2 separate regions of the Danio rerio genome follow, and region 2 is linked to region 1. A link is a contact called in public Hi-C data. All regions are on one chromosome and are shown on one strand. Each heading gives the region's core, a stretch centred on a gene start, on an enhancer-like site or on the middle of the called end of the contact. The rest is flanking DNA. Distances are from core to core; before and after follow the strand shown. Region 1 has its middle 9.0 kb from the start of atp11c. Region 2 overlaps si:ch211-143l19.3 (a long non-coding RNA gene).

The links. A called contact is a pair of places that touch in the nucleus more often than the background predicts.
Region 2: a Hi-C map of embryo shows a contact between it and region 1, with 2.0 times the contacts expected there. The contact joins two enhancer-like sites. A contact is called at or near these places in 2 of 18 Hi-C or Micro-C datasets (caudal fin and embryo).

The regions. Positions count from the first base shown.
Region 1 is chr14:37,181,608-37,187,507 of GRCz12tu, reverse strand. No RefSeq gene overlaps it. Among named protein-coding and RNA genes, the nearest start is that of atp11c, 9.0 kb to the right of the region's middle. Within about 2 kb of position 4,032, at least 14 of the 62 cell types and tissues checked have an H3K27ac peak or open chromatin away from gene starts, as enhancers often do.
Region 2 is chr14:37,238,724-37,244,778 of GRCz12tu, reverse strand. It overlaps si:ch211-143l19.3 (a long non-coding RNA gene), which reads left to right. Exons shown (of 10, transcript XR_012389847.1): 7 at 1,277-1,447. It overlaps LOC141377549 (a long non-coding RNA gene), which reads right to left. Exons shown (of 4, transcript XR_012389852.1): 4 at 1,736-2,578. Among named protein-coding and RNA genes, the nearest start is that of sox3, 46 kb to the left of the region's middle. Within about 2 kb of position 4,783, at least 6 of the 62 cell types and tissues checked have an H3K27ac peak or open chromatin away from gene starts, as enhancers often do.

The DNA.
Region 1 (5,900 bases), core at 2,783-5,282:
TACTTAGTTTATCAAATTTAAATTATCAAATTTAAATGAATTGAACATGAATTGTGTCGTTTAAGCTCATTTTAAATTAGTTTGAACAAACAGCAAACATATATACACTGTAAAAAATGCTGGGTTCCACACAACGCCACAACTCCTTCATGTTGTCCCAACACAAATCTATTAAGTTAACTTAATCATTTGTAGAAATTGGATTGAAAACAAAACAATTGTCCCAAAAAACCTTAAGAATTGTGTTGTTTTAGGTGTATTTTATTGAAACCCTAATACTGTATATACTTTGAACTCCCACCAACACCCCCCGTTCCACCTCTCACACACACAATTAAGTAACACTTAGGAAATTTATGACAAAAATATCACCATTGAAACCCATTAAAACTTTATTAAAGCCTTCAGTAATGTTGGCAAGACTTCTAAATTTGAACTGTTAATAATTATATTAATATTAGTAATACATTTAAAAAAAACATTTTTAGTTTTGATCAAAGGGAAAATGTTTTTTTTTCTTTTGAGCACTGCAGGTAAAAAACCTTTTTTTAATTATAATTTGTTACATCATTTGGTCTGGGTGTAAATGTATTTCTGATGCATATAAAGGTTTATTTTGTGTGTAAATACATACATTTGTATTTGTGTGTGCTTATATCTGTGTATTTTAATTTAATTATCCAGCAAAATTAATATTGCTAATCATTTAGGACTGTATTAATGCTAGTTTTATACATTTAAAAACATTGCATATGCAAGGGTGACCATGAAATCCGTCACCAGCACACTATGTGTGTATTCTATGTGCTTTGTCTGACATTTGTGAGGGCATATACAGTTTATCCATTGCTCATGCATGCTCTTTATTTACTTTGTTGTTTGTCTGTAAGGTGTCAGCACTTACCAGGCTGCTGTTTCACTGCATGGGGAAATAAACAGTTGACAGAATAAAATTGACAACAAACTAACCAAACCTAAAAATGACATTTATAGAGAAAACATTTTTGAGGACAATAAAAATGTAGAAAAATGACTGTACAAATTAATTTAAACAGTTTAAAAGTTGAAGAAATGATATTGTAAGTGCCTCATCGTAGTCTAATCCAAAAAGAGGGACGAGTCTACTCGATTTTGAATGGAAATACCTTTATTCTATCAGCTATAGAGTATCAGTGAGCTTAAAGTGAGCGGTTGCCCTACAGTTCATTATAGTGTCTGTTCTGTTCATTTATGGCCATATGTTTTAACCGTAACTATGACACGCACACACACACACACACACATATACACTCCATAGAAGCAGCCAGAGGATCATCTAGGCTTAGCTTGATTCTTTGTCGATTAGACATGTTGTTGGATTTTGACTCTCCTAAGCACACACAGTCCTCTGTTTCCTGCCATGATTTCTCGCCCTGTCCTGAAAAGCGACTATGAGGAATCCGCGTCCCGTTCTGAATGCACACTTGTTCCTACTCTCGATTGGCCATTCAGCCCCCTCTAAGGAGACAAGCCCCAATCACAATATTGTCAAGGCTCTGTTGGTTTTCTGGTTCAAATCCTTGTTCACGCTGTTTGCTGAGTACTCATCTGCTGTGACAGCCTTCAGACAAACAGAGGCTCCTGAAAGAGGTCTTCCACAAGCAGATCCTTCCTGCTGGGCAGTGGCTGAAACGGCTCTTTCTCTCGCCATCAAGTGGAACCCAGCCTATTGAGCCGGCCCCTGGGAGCCCCACATTGAAGCGGGCCACGGGCCAGCGCTTCGCCCCTCGGGCCTTGGGCCACCCTCACGTTGTTCCAGGACACCTGTGCCCACCTACCCCCATCGTGGGAACCCTACCTAAATCAGAACAATTTAGACGCGTTATACTGAATTCTGTGTCTGCAGAAGCGAAGCTAAAAAGCAAAACTTTTTTTTCAGGTGACCATTTAAGTCGAACGAAGAAGTGGGATATCGCTTTTTTTGAAGTTGACCCACTTCTTTACCCAACCCCCAAACTAAATCTCCATGGCACACTGCAGAAAAATGGCATCAATTAATCAGCATTCATGAACCGTTTACTTGAGCCCCCCTTTGTCTGAAGCAGGGTTTAATCCAGACAGAGGCCTGGCTGTTTGGATCCCTGCAGACAGCAGCAGTCGGACCATTGTAAACTCCTATCCACTGGCACTGCACAAATTCCCATTCCCTCACACTCTCATTTGCTCATTTGTCATCGGCGACAGCGCTTTCAGCTTTCCAGCAATGACAGCTATATTCCGTAAAGGTGAACTTTCGAATCGAGCAATGTAGTCAGATTACATTTACAGTATCCCGCTCGTTTTCCGGTCGGAAGTGGTGTGTTTTTTTTATATGCGAGGCCAGAAAAGGCAGGAAGTTCTCTCTCAACGTATTTCTCTCCCTCCCTCTTAGCGAATGCCAGCTTCACCAATTCACTCCGCCGCATGTGTGAAGACATCTGTCCATATTGCAAAATCTCCCATTTTGGTGCAAATGATCCTCCTTGAAGGAAGCAATTTTTACAATGTGGCAATTCTCAGATTTCCATCAAGACTCAGTGCCTTTGCCTTTCGCCTCACCGAAGAAGCAAGTTTAATTGGAAGGCTGCATTTAAAGTCATTCCACAATTATACAATTATACTGAAGATGCATGTCTGCATGTTGCTCAGTTTGCACCAATTTACTGCACTTTCTGCACAGTTAAGACTAGCGCTCCTTTCAGTGGATGCAAATTCCCCTCATTTGGCTCCAAATGAAGCATAATTGCTCATATTCAAGCAAACACCTTGCTATGAGAGGTTCTTCCTAGTTAGTTCATATTAAATCTGAGGAGAATGAGGGAAAAAAAAAGGATCCCAAAATCCATTTGCGCACACGTGCCAGCTGGATCTTTCTGTTTGGGGGAATGATGAGGAAATGGATGATGCAATTGAGCACATTGAACATTAAAACATCCTGCTAGCACTTTTAATTCAGCAGCCGCCGTCTCCAAACTTGCCTGTATGTTTCTGAATGCTAATTATAGAAATAAAAAAAACAGATTTAGTTAAAAAGTGAATCAAAAGGGATTGTATTTTGCCATCACTGATGACGCTGCATTCCAACACGCTCTGCTTCCCCTTTATTCAGAAAAAAGAAATAATATCACTCAGACAGACGTCCCATCATCAAAGTATTCGCTAGCCTTTCCGCTCTTTTGTTTTGAAGTTAGAGAGGGTCTCGTTATTCAAAAGAGCCAAAGTATCTGAAGTGGCAGTGCAAGCACACCGCCGACAATGGCTTACAAGAGTCTGTTTTAATTCATACCCTCGTTTTAAAAAAAGGGGGACAGCACAACAAACCGTTGACCCACTGATATACAATTAAGAGTGATGCGGCAGTTAATGCTACAAGCAGCTCTGTTTAACAGTCTGTCTTTGACCCACTGCCACTGAATAAATATAATGCAGAGAGCGAGAGAGCGAACGGGAGCCGGGGAGATTTTAAGCCACAGATAAGTAGTTAAAGACCTTTATAGAGTATAACACCATTATCCTTGCTGAATAAAAATAGGATTTAGTGTTTTTTCCACTTAATTTGAATCAAAAGAATCCCCACCTTACATATTGCACTGGTAATGTAATGGAGAGAGAATCACAAAAAGGCTTTGTGGTTCTGACACCTCCTATAGTGGGCCTGTGTTGTGCCGCGAGCAAAAGGGAGAGCAGGCTTTTTCTTCTTGGCCTTGCTATCTGCTAACACATTCTAATTGATGCCGCTGCATTCCTGCACTGGGCGCATTCAATGAATAATGAGTGACGGACTCAATGCCCATGAATTAGTCCCTTCTAAGAGAAGCAGTAAAACAGCCCCCTGCCCCCCGGCCCTGTAGCCAGCGAGCTCCCCTCAATCCCGGGCCAAAGCCTGCTCCGGCTTCACCGCCCATTAAAGTGCCACTATTGTGCAGCGATGCAACCCACAAAAGCTGTCCATCTCTCCGAGGCCTCTAAAGCCTGGACTCACACAGACAGGAGTGACAACCTCTGTAACTCCCCCCCCCGACCCCTTCCCACCCAATAAACCCCCTAATCCCACCCCTTCCACCAACGTGCACGCACACACACACTCATGCAAGCAAGTTGTGCTCTCTCCCTCTCTCTCTCTCTCCTTCGACTGCCTCTGCTGTGCACAAAGCATCAATCTGTCTTCAGTGTTGGCACCCTCTGCCCTTTGTCCCATCTGCAGGTGTCAATGAAAGCAGCTATGGTTGCCCCAGACCCAAAACTCACCAGGCCTCATCTAGAGACAGGAACTGCTGACAAAGACCCAGTGTACAGCGAGAGAAAGTAAAGGAGCTCTCTTAAAAATTGATGCCCAAGGAAGTGTCACAACTTTTAAGAAGTACTGTCCACAGAGAGTAACTTGTCACTAATAAATTTGCAAGGAAGAACCAAAAAGAGGGTCTTCACAGTGATGAAAATTTGTGGTTTCCTCAAGAACTGTTTGGTGAAAAGTTCTTTAAAGAACCGTTTTGTCATAATTTAAAGAACATCAATAATCTTTTTCCTCTGTAAAAAAAAAACCTCTCCACTGATAAATAGTCTTCATGGAACCATCGATGCTTATCAAGAACCTTTAATATTAACAGTGTGTGATATTGAGATTGTGATGGAATGGCAGGTGTAAATGTAAAATCATAATATTACTAATGAACTTTTAAAACAAAACCGAAATGGAGTCTTTATAGTAATAAAATGCGACAAGCAATTAAAAACAATTAAACTGAATTAGCTAGTTAGGCTACTTATCATTAGAGGATATCAGGTGTCATTACCGGATGAATAAAGCCTGCATATTTTTGGACAATTACCAAAAACGGGTTTTATAACCTACAAAAACAGACTAAATATCTATACAACGCTTAAATTATATTATCTAAATGTTTATCTTTCTGTTTTAGTCAACTAGTGTTGGATGTAGGCTAGTGTTTGCTAATCAGAGAGTAACTAAAGGTTTACTATGAGCTGAGCTACCACTTTCTGCATTAGAGCGCCATCGTGTGTTATTATGACATATTGCAGGGGTTTTATAGCAAGGGGACTTCAAGATGGACATTTTATTTACACTGAAACATTTAGCAGACGCTTTTATCCAAAGCGATCTACAAATGAGGAAAATAGAAGGAATCAAACCAACAAATAGCAACAATATGTCAGTCCTCCGACAAGTTCTGTCTTATTTCTAATGCAATACACTTACAAAATTCGTTTAATTAGGACATAACCATAACAAGCATTAAACATATACATTTTCAATTACCATTATAAACATTAAAACCATTATGCATTCCATGAGATTTCGATTGTTTTCTTTTCAGCAGGGGGATTCTGTAGAAATGTGGGTTTGGCCATGTTAAAAGGTCTGTTGATGTAGAGAAATATAAGTAATTATAAATAAATCATAATAAACTTTATTTTATTTACTCACTTAAATATGTGTATTTGTTTATTTATCTTCTTTTTCTTTGAAATAAATTAAAATGTGAGGGAACTACTCAGGTTGTTCGTTCTACAAAAAAGTGAACTCTATTTTTTTTTCTGATTGTTCGCAGTATTATCTGAATTTTTGAGATTAAATGTATTCTTTAAAATTATTTGACTGATGCAAAAAAAAAAAAAAAAAAACTTGTGCTACACTGTAAAAAAATCGTAGTTGTCTTAAATTTTTAAGCTGAATCAAATTAACCGTATGGATCCATTGAATTATGTTTATGTTAAACTGACTTAAAACAGCTTGTCTAACCTACAAAATTAAGTTAGAACTTAGTTTAATAAGTTACTATAAGCTAAAAACATATGTTGTCATGACTAATTTATTATTGATTTTTTTACAGTGTAGCAATATATTTATCAGAACATATTTA
Region 2 (6,055 bases), core at 3,534-6,033, 57 kb before region 1:
CTTAGCCACTAGACTATTGCCGTGTTTTTTAGGTAAGGGAGTTACGCAATCACAATGTCCTGTATAACCTACACCTTCATTTTTCTTTAAAAAACAGATTAAAATTTATAATTTAGGATAATGTTATCTTCTGAAAACTTACAAACTCCAGAGCTATACATGTCTTATATACAGATTATTGAACGTTAAAAGCAATTTGTTTGTGACTTTTGTACTTTTGGTCATATGCGTTAGGTAAAACCACTGTCCATTGAGACAATCCCCTTTTCTTCAATGCATTAAAAATAATGAGAATCCTTCCATCACAAAAATGTAAAGCTCTGGTATGCTATCTTCATTTCTCACCAGGAGCGCATTTAAAATTCAACATGACTACATTATTTTTAATTCAGCAATTTATTTTTTAAAGCTAAATAATTAAACTAAAAAGTAACTCGCATTACATTTTTTTAAAAAGTAGCTCAAATATTATTTCTGAATATATTAAGTAATATTACTGAATTAATATGTCATTATGGAACTCGCATTACTTGTTATGCGTTACCTCCAACACTGGCTATTAGAGTAGCGTAACTTCATATTGTGGAAAACACTGTTCACACTGCTCTGATCCTGATCTCTTTTTTAGTCTCATCCACAGTTCAGTGGGTTGCTTAACCATAACTTTGTAACCAAGGATTTTCTGGAGATTTTCAATCAGGTTTATTTCAGGACTCTAGGCTGCCATTTCATTTTTACAATGTTTTTAGCTTCAAGGAAAAGTTTTACCCATTTTGTTATGGTAAGGGGCTCATATTAAAATTGCTAGATTATTGGGCACAGATTGATTGAAAGTAACCACGTTGCTGAAAGAGCTTCTGATTTACATTAGCATACATTCTGCCATGTAACTAAAAGAAGCCAGACTCCTGCTGCAGAAAACATCCCTCATACCATCACATTTCACCTTCACCTTTCTCTTACTTCACACACTTTGGGTTCAGTCTTTCTTTAGTTTCACAATGAAGATATTGTCTCCAATCAGACTCTCAATTACATTAAACTTGCCTTTTATATATGTGAACACAACGTGCTCCTTAGCAAGGGTAGTTTCATCCTTTCTGCTGATTAAGGTTTGGTCGCTGCAGAGCTTTCGGTCCATTTTCTCTTAAACATCCAGACTCTGTATGCTGAGATACAAATACTTTAACTCTGTTTAGCTCTGAACAGTTCCAGCTGTGTTACAATATATGTAACTCTCATGAAATGTGCTAAACTACTCTTTTACTCTGATTAGGATACCTCCATACTTGAAAGAACATATCCAGAAAAAGAAAAGAGTCATCTAGTGACAGTTCACATCCAATCTGACAGAGCTGAAGCATCTACAGAGAAGAATGGCAGAAAAACAAAATGCAGATGTGCAAAGATTACCACATCAAATCCAGCAGACCTGAGACTGCTAAAGGTAATTGTTGCCGAAGGTAATTCAGCTCAGTACTGATGTTTTTCCTCTTTAGTTATTTTGCTAAGGTTTGCTTTGTCATTATAGGGTGTGGAATATAGAGCAAAGTTTTTTAGTAAATAAATGAACTGGTGACGCAAAGGTGTCAGTAAATGCATTAATAATGAGAAATTATATAATATTGTTAAATGTTGAACTTTATATTTATAAAATAATCTTGATTTACTATTTGACACGTTAACACTATTTGGCATGAGCAACTTAAACATTGATAATAAGAACCATAATTTAGAGTCAGAGTCAGAGCTAGAAAGAGCTTTATTACCAGGTTTGTTTGCATATGAGGTATTTGTTTTCATGACAGAGCTTCTACAGTGCAACAGAATTAGAGTCCGGATAAGTAACAGATAATAAATATATTTTGAAAATAGAAGTAAGCAGTGAATGCAAATATACAAATTGGCAAGTGTACAGGTAAATTGCTATATACACGTTATATGTGCTAAAAAATCTTAATTATACCGTTTGTTTCTGGCAGCTGGTGTGGATAAATTATAGAAATATATCGTAAAATAATAGATATTAAAAGAAATGTCCTTAAATTTAAATTTCTGGTAAATTACTGTATTTTAATATTCATTATTTTACTGTAAATTTCTGTAATTTAACGTTCGCTATTTTACGTTTTTCTTCCGGCCCCACAGCTGCTAGAAAAAAACCGTTAAATTACAAATTTTTTTACAGTGCAGCTGTTATGTGGAAATTGGCATGTAAATGATGTTGTTAAATAAATATTTTGAATATTTTATCATTATAGGAATAGAGATTTATTATAAAATAGAAAATGATTAATTAAGAGGTCATTGGTAATTGTATTTGTCATAAATTTCTTGTTTCCACTCAAACAAATTCACCCCATTTTTCCATTATTATGTAATTTTTAAATATTTATTTGGACATTTACACAAACATAATTAAGAATAGGCAACACGGTGGCTCAGTGGTTAGCACTGTCACCTCACAGCAAGAAGGTTGTCGCTTGTTCGAGTCCCGGCTGAGCCAGTTGGCGTTTCTGTGTGGAGTTTGCATGCTCTCCCTGTGTTCGGGTGTGTTTTCTTCGGGTGCTCCGGTTTCCTGCACAGTTCAAAGACATGCGCTATAGGTAAATGAAATAAACTAAATTGTCTGTAGTGTATGTATTGAGTGTGTATGGATGTTTCACAGCATTGGGTCGCAACTGGAAGGGCATTCGCTGCATAAAACATATGCTAGATAAGTAGGCGGTTCATTCCGCTGTGGCGCCCCTTGATGAATAAAGGGACTAAGCCAAAAGAGAATGAATGAATGAATAATTAAGAATAAAATTATTAAATTGTGAAATTAGTGTGTGGGTGTTTCCCTGCACTGACATTTATACTGACATCTTAAAGAGCAGCCACTGTACTAAACATATGCCAAATTAATTGCTGCTACATCCCGCTGTGACATCTGATAAATGAGGGAATAAGCCAAAGGAAAGTGAATAATATTATTAATTTAAAGGAAAATAATTATTCTAAAATTCTAGTCAGCTTTATTTCCCAGTGTTGGGTTGTGGCTGGAAGGGCATCCGCTGCGTAAAACATATGCTGGAATAGTTGGCAGTCCATTCCGCTGTGGCGACCCCTGAATAATTAGAAACTAAGCTGAAGGTAATGAATGAGTGAATGAAGAATCAGCTTTAAATTGCAAGTGTTTCACAATGTTCCGGTTATCACAAAAAAAATATATCACGTTTAAAATAAGTTAATTTCATTAAGAGTTAAACAATATTAAGATTAGTTTTAAAGGATATATGAAGAGTTTAAATGCAAAAACCTATAAGTGCCATCTAAAATTTTTCTCAGGCTGCTGTGTTGTGTTTGAACTCTCAGTAATGATTAAATCACACTGAACTGAGCTAAACTGAACTGAACTGAACTTAAACACTAAAACCTGAACCACACTGTTCCAGTTACTATGACCATTTATGTGAAGCTGCTTTGACACAATCTACGTTGTAAAAGCGCTATACAAATAAAGCTGAATTGAATTGAATTGAATTGTGTGTAGTTTTAGTAATTTTACTTTTATGCAATGAATTTTTCATTTATTTTAAGTTATTTTAATTTGCTTTAAAATGAAATACTGAACATGAAAATGTTTTAGATAAAAACATTTCAGACAGAACTTTTGCATTCTTCATGTACCATTTGAAGAATTAAGCATATATACACCGTAAAATATAAAAGGTTAAGGTAACTCAAACCATTTGAGGAAACCGCTTCATCAAACCATTTAAGTTCTAGAACTAATCCAAATGAGTACTGTGAACTTGATCCATTTGAGTAAACGAAGCAATTTGAGCACAGTAAAACCCGATAAATGAAGAGAACTCAAATCAACTGTAAAACCCAATAAGTTAAGGCAACTCAAATCATTTGGCAAACCGATTGCAACAAACCATTTGAGTTAAAAAACTAATCTATATGAGTACTGTGAACTTACTCCATTAAAGTTAAAGTAATAAAGTATTTAATTAACTTATTACCTTCAGCACTGAGTTCAAAACTCTTTTCAAATGAGTAGAATTAGCTTTCAGTCAATTTTGAGTTAACTACACTCATTTTATTTGATAAAGTTGACTGTTGGGTTTTACAGTGTAGAAATACTAAAACAAGACAATTAATATAATACTTTACAATAAAATAGATTTCATGAGCATTAAAAATAATAACATTTGTCACAGAACAACAGTGAAAACAACAATACTAACAAATGTCCCCACACATATTGATACCTGTGCTCTAATTTCATAAACACACACACACACACACACACACACACACACACACACACACACACACACACACACACACACACATCCCTATTTCTATATTCAGAAAGTAAATATTTTCAACAGAAGATATGGTGATTCATGAACATCTGTGTTTTATACTGTACACCCAACCTGAGTCAGTTTTAAATTTGTTTGCGTTTGCCTTAAAACTAATTTCTGGATAAAACAGCAGCACGTACCAGCCTGCAGTTGTGTGTGTTTGTTTTGGTGTGCGCAGCTGCGGTACCAACAAAGTCATGTCTATAAGCAATAACATTTGATTCCATGGGTGGGTAAAAGCGTGTGCGCGTCTATCAGTATTTTTGCCTGAGCCTGCATTAGTGTGCGTGTGTATGTGTGGATCAGTATTTTTGCCTGAGCATGCATCAGTTTGTGTGTGTGTGTATTTAGTGGCCTCTGGGTCTTCCTGTGAGTCACTGGCATGAGGTAAACCCCAGTAAAGCTGTTCTAGTCCTCTGTAATTCCTCATTAGCTCTCGGCAGGTTCTCTCAGGGGGATTTGGGCTGGTTTGTGGAGCAGCACAGGGCCTCTCGGTGGGATGCCGCTGTGGGCCAGGTGTGTGTCCGCCGGCAGGTGCTCGTGTGATGGGGGAGACGGGCTTAAACGAGGCCTTTTGGGTGGGTCGACACAGCAGTGCATTAACTAGATCAGAGTTTGGGATGTTCTGCTCCATCTGTATTGTGTTGTGGCTGTTTAAACTGCTCTGAGCTGCTGGTGGGTCGTTAAGGTGAGAATCTGGGGATTTGGCTGAAAATTTAGACTAATAGTTTTGATTATAGTTTACCAGTTGATTAATTTTATTCATAATTGAAAACTTTTTTATTTGTAAGTATACAAATGAGGCGTTTTTATTAAATATGCCGTGATTTGCACAAAACGCTGATTAAAAACAGATTACAGTTTTATTTTTTTTAGGAGATTTTGAGTGTCTTTTTTTTATATGAGTCAGAAAACATTGTGAACAGAATGTAATTCTCACCACTTTTTTGTAGAATAATTTATGTTAATCAGGCAAATTATGTATGAACAATTTTCAGCATGAAGATATAATGCAGGATAATCCTCATAATACAACAATTTGATCTTAAATCACTTAGCTTTTTAAAGAAATGTATATTTATTTGAGGATGTTCAGATATTTGTACAGAAAAAGGGCTAAAAACTATCCATAAAAGCAATGTTGGGTAAGTGACTTGAAAAGGTTAACATTATTTATCTCTAAAATTGTATTTAAATTACTTTTTCTAATTAGTCTTCAAAGTAACTTAATTATTCAATAAGTAATTTAATTACTTAACTTTATTTAATAGGGACGCAACTCTTAATTTACAAATCTTACTTAGTCAAACCAGGACCTTTTAGTTTTATTTTGTAAATTTCATATTGCATACATAACATATTGACACATTTCTTACTTTTTTGTTTTTTGTCTCTTACACATCAAATCGAATCTAATTGAAAAATTGAGTTATAATGCAAAATATCTAAATAACAAATATTAAACAATTATTTTGCTTCTGTGAGTTTATACCCTATACAGACCCGCAGACAGCTTGGTGTAAGGGGTGGTTCTTTTTCTAAAAATGTGGACCTTTTTACAGTTATTTGTCACATTTTCTATGTAATTATGAGATTTTAAAGCTGCATTTTTGTAAAATATTAAGCACTATTTTTAGCTGGATTAGCTTGTCGGATGGTCTTCATAACCACACTTTTTAAAGTACCAAAAAGAT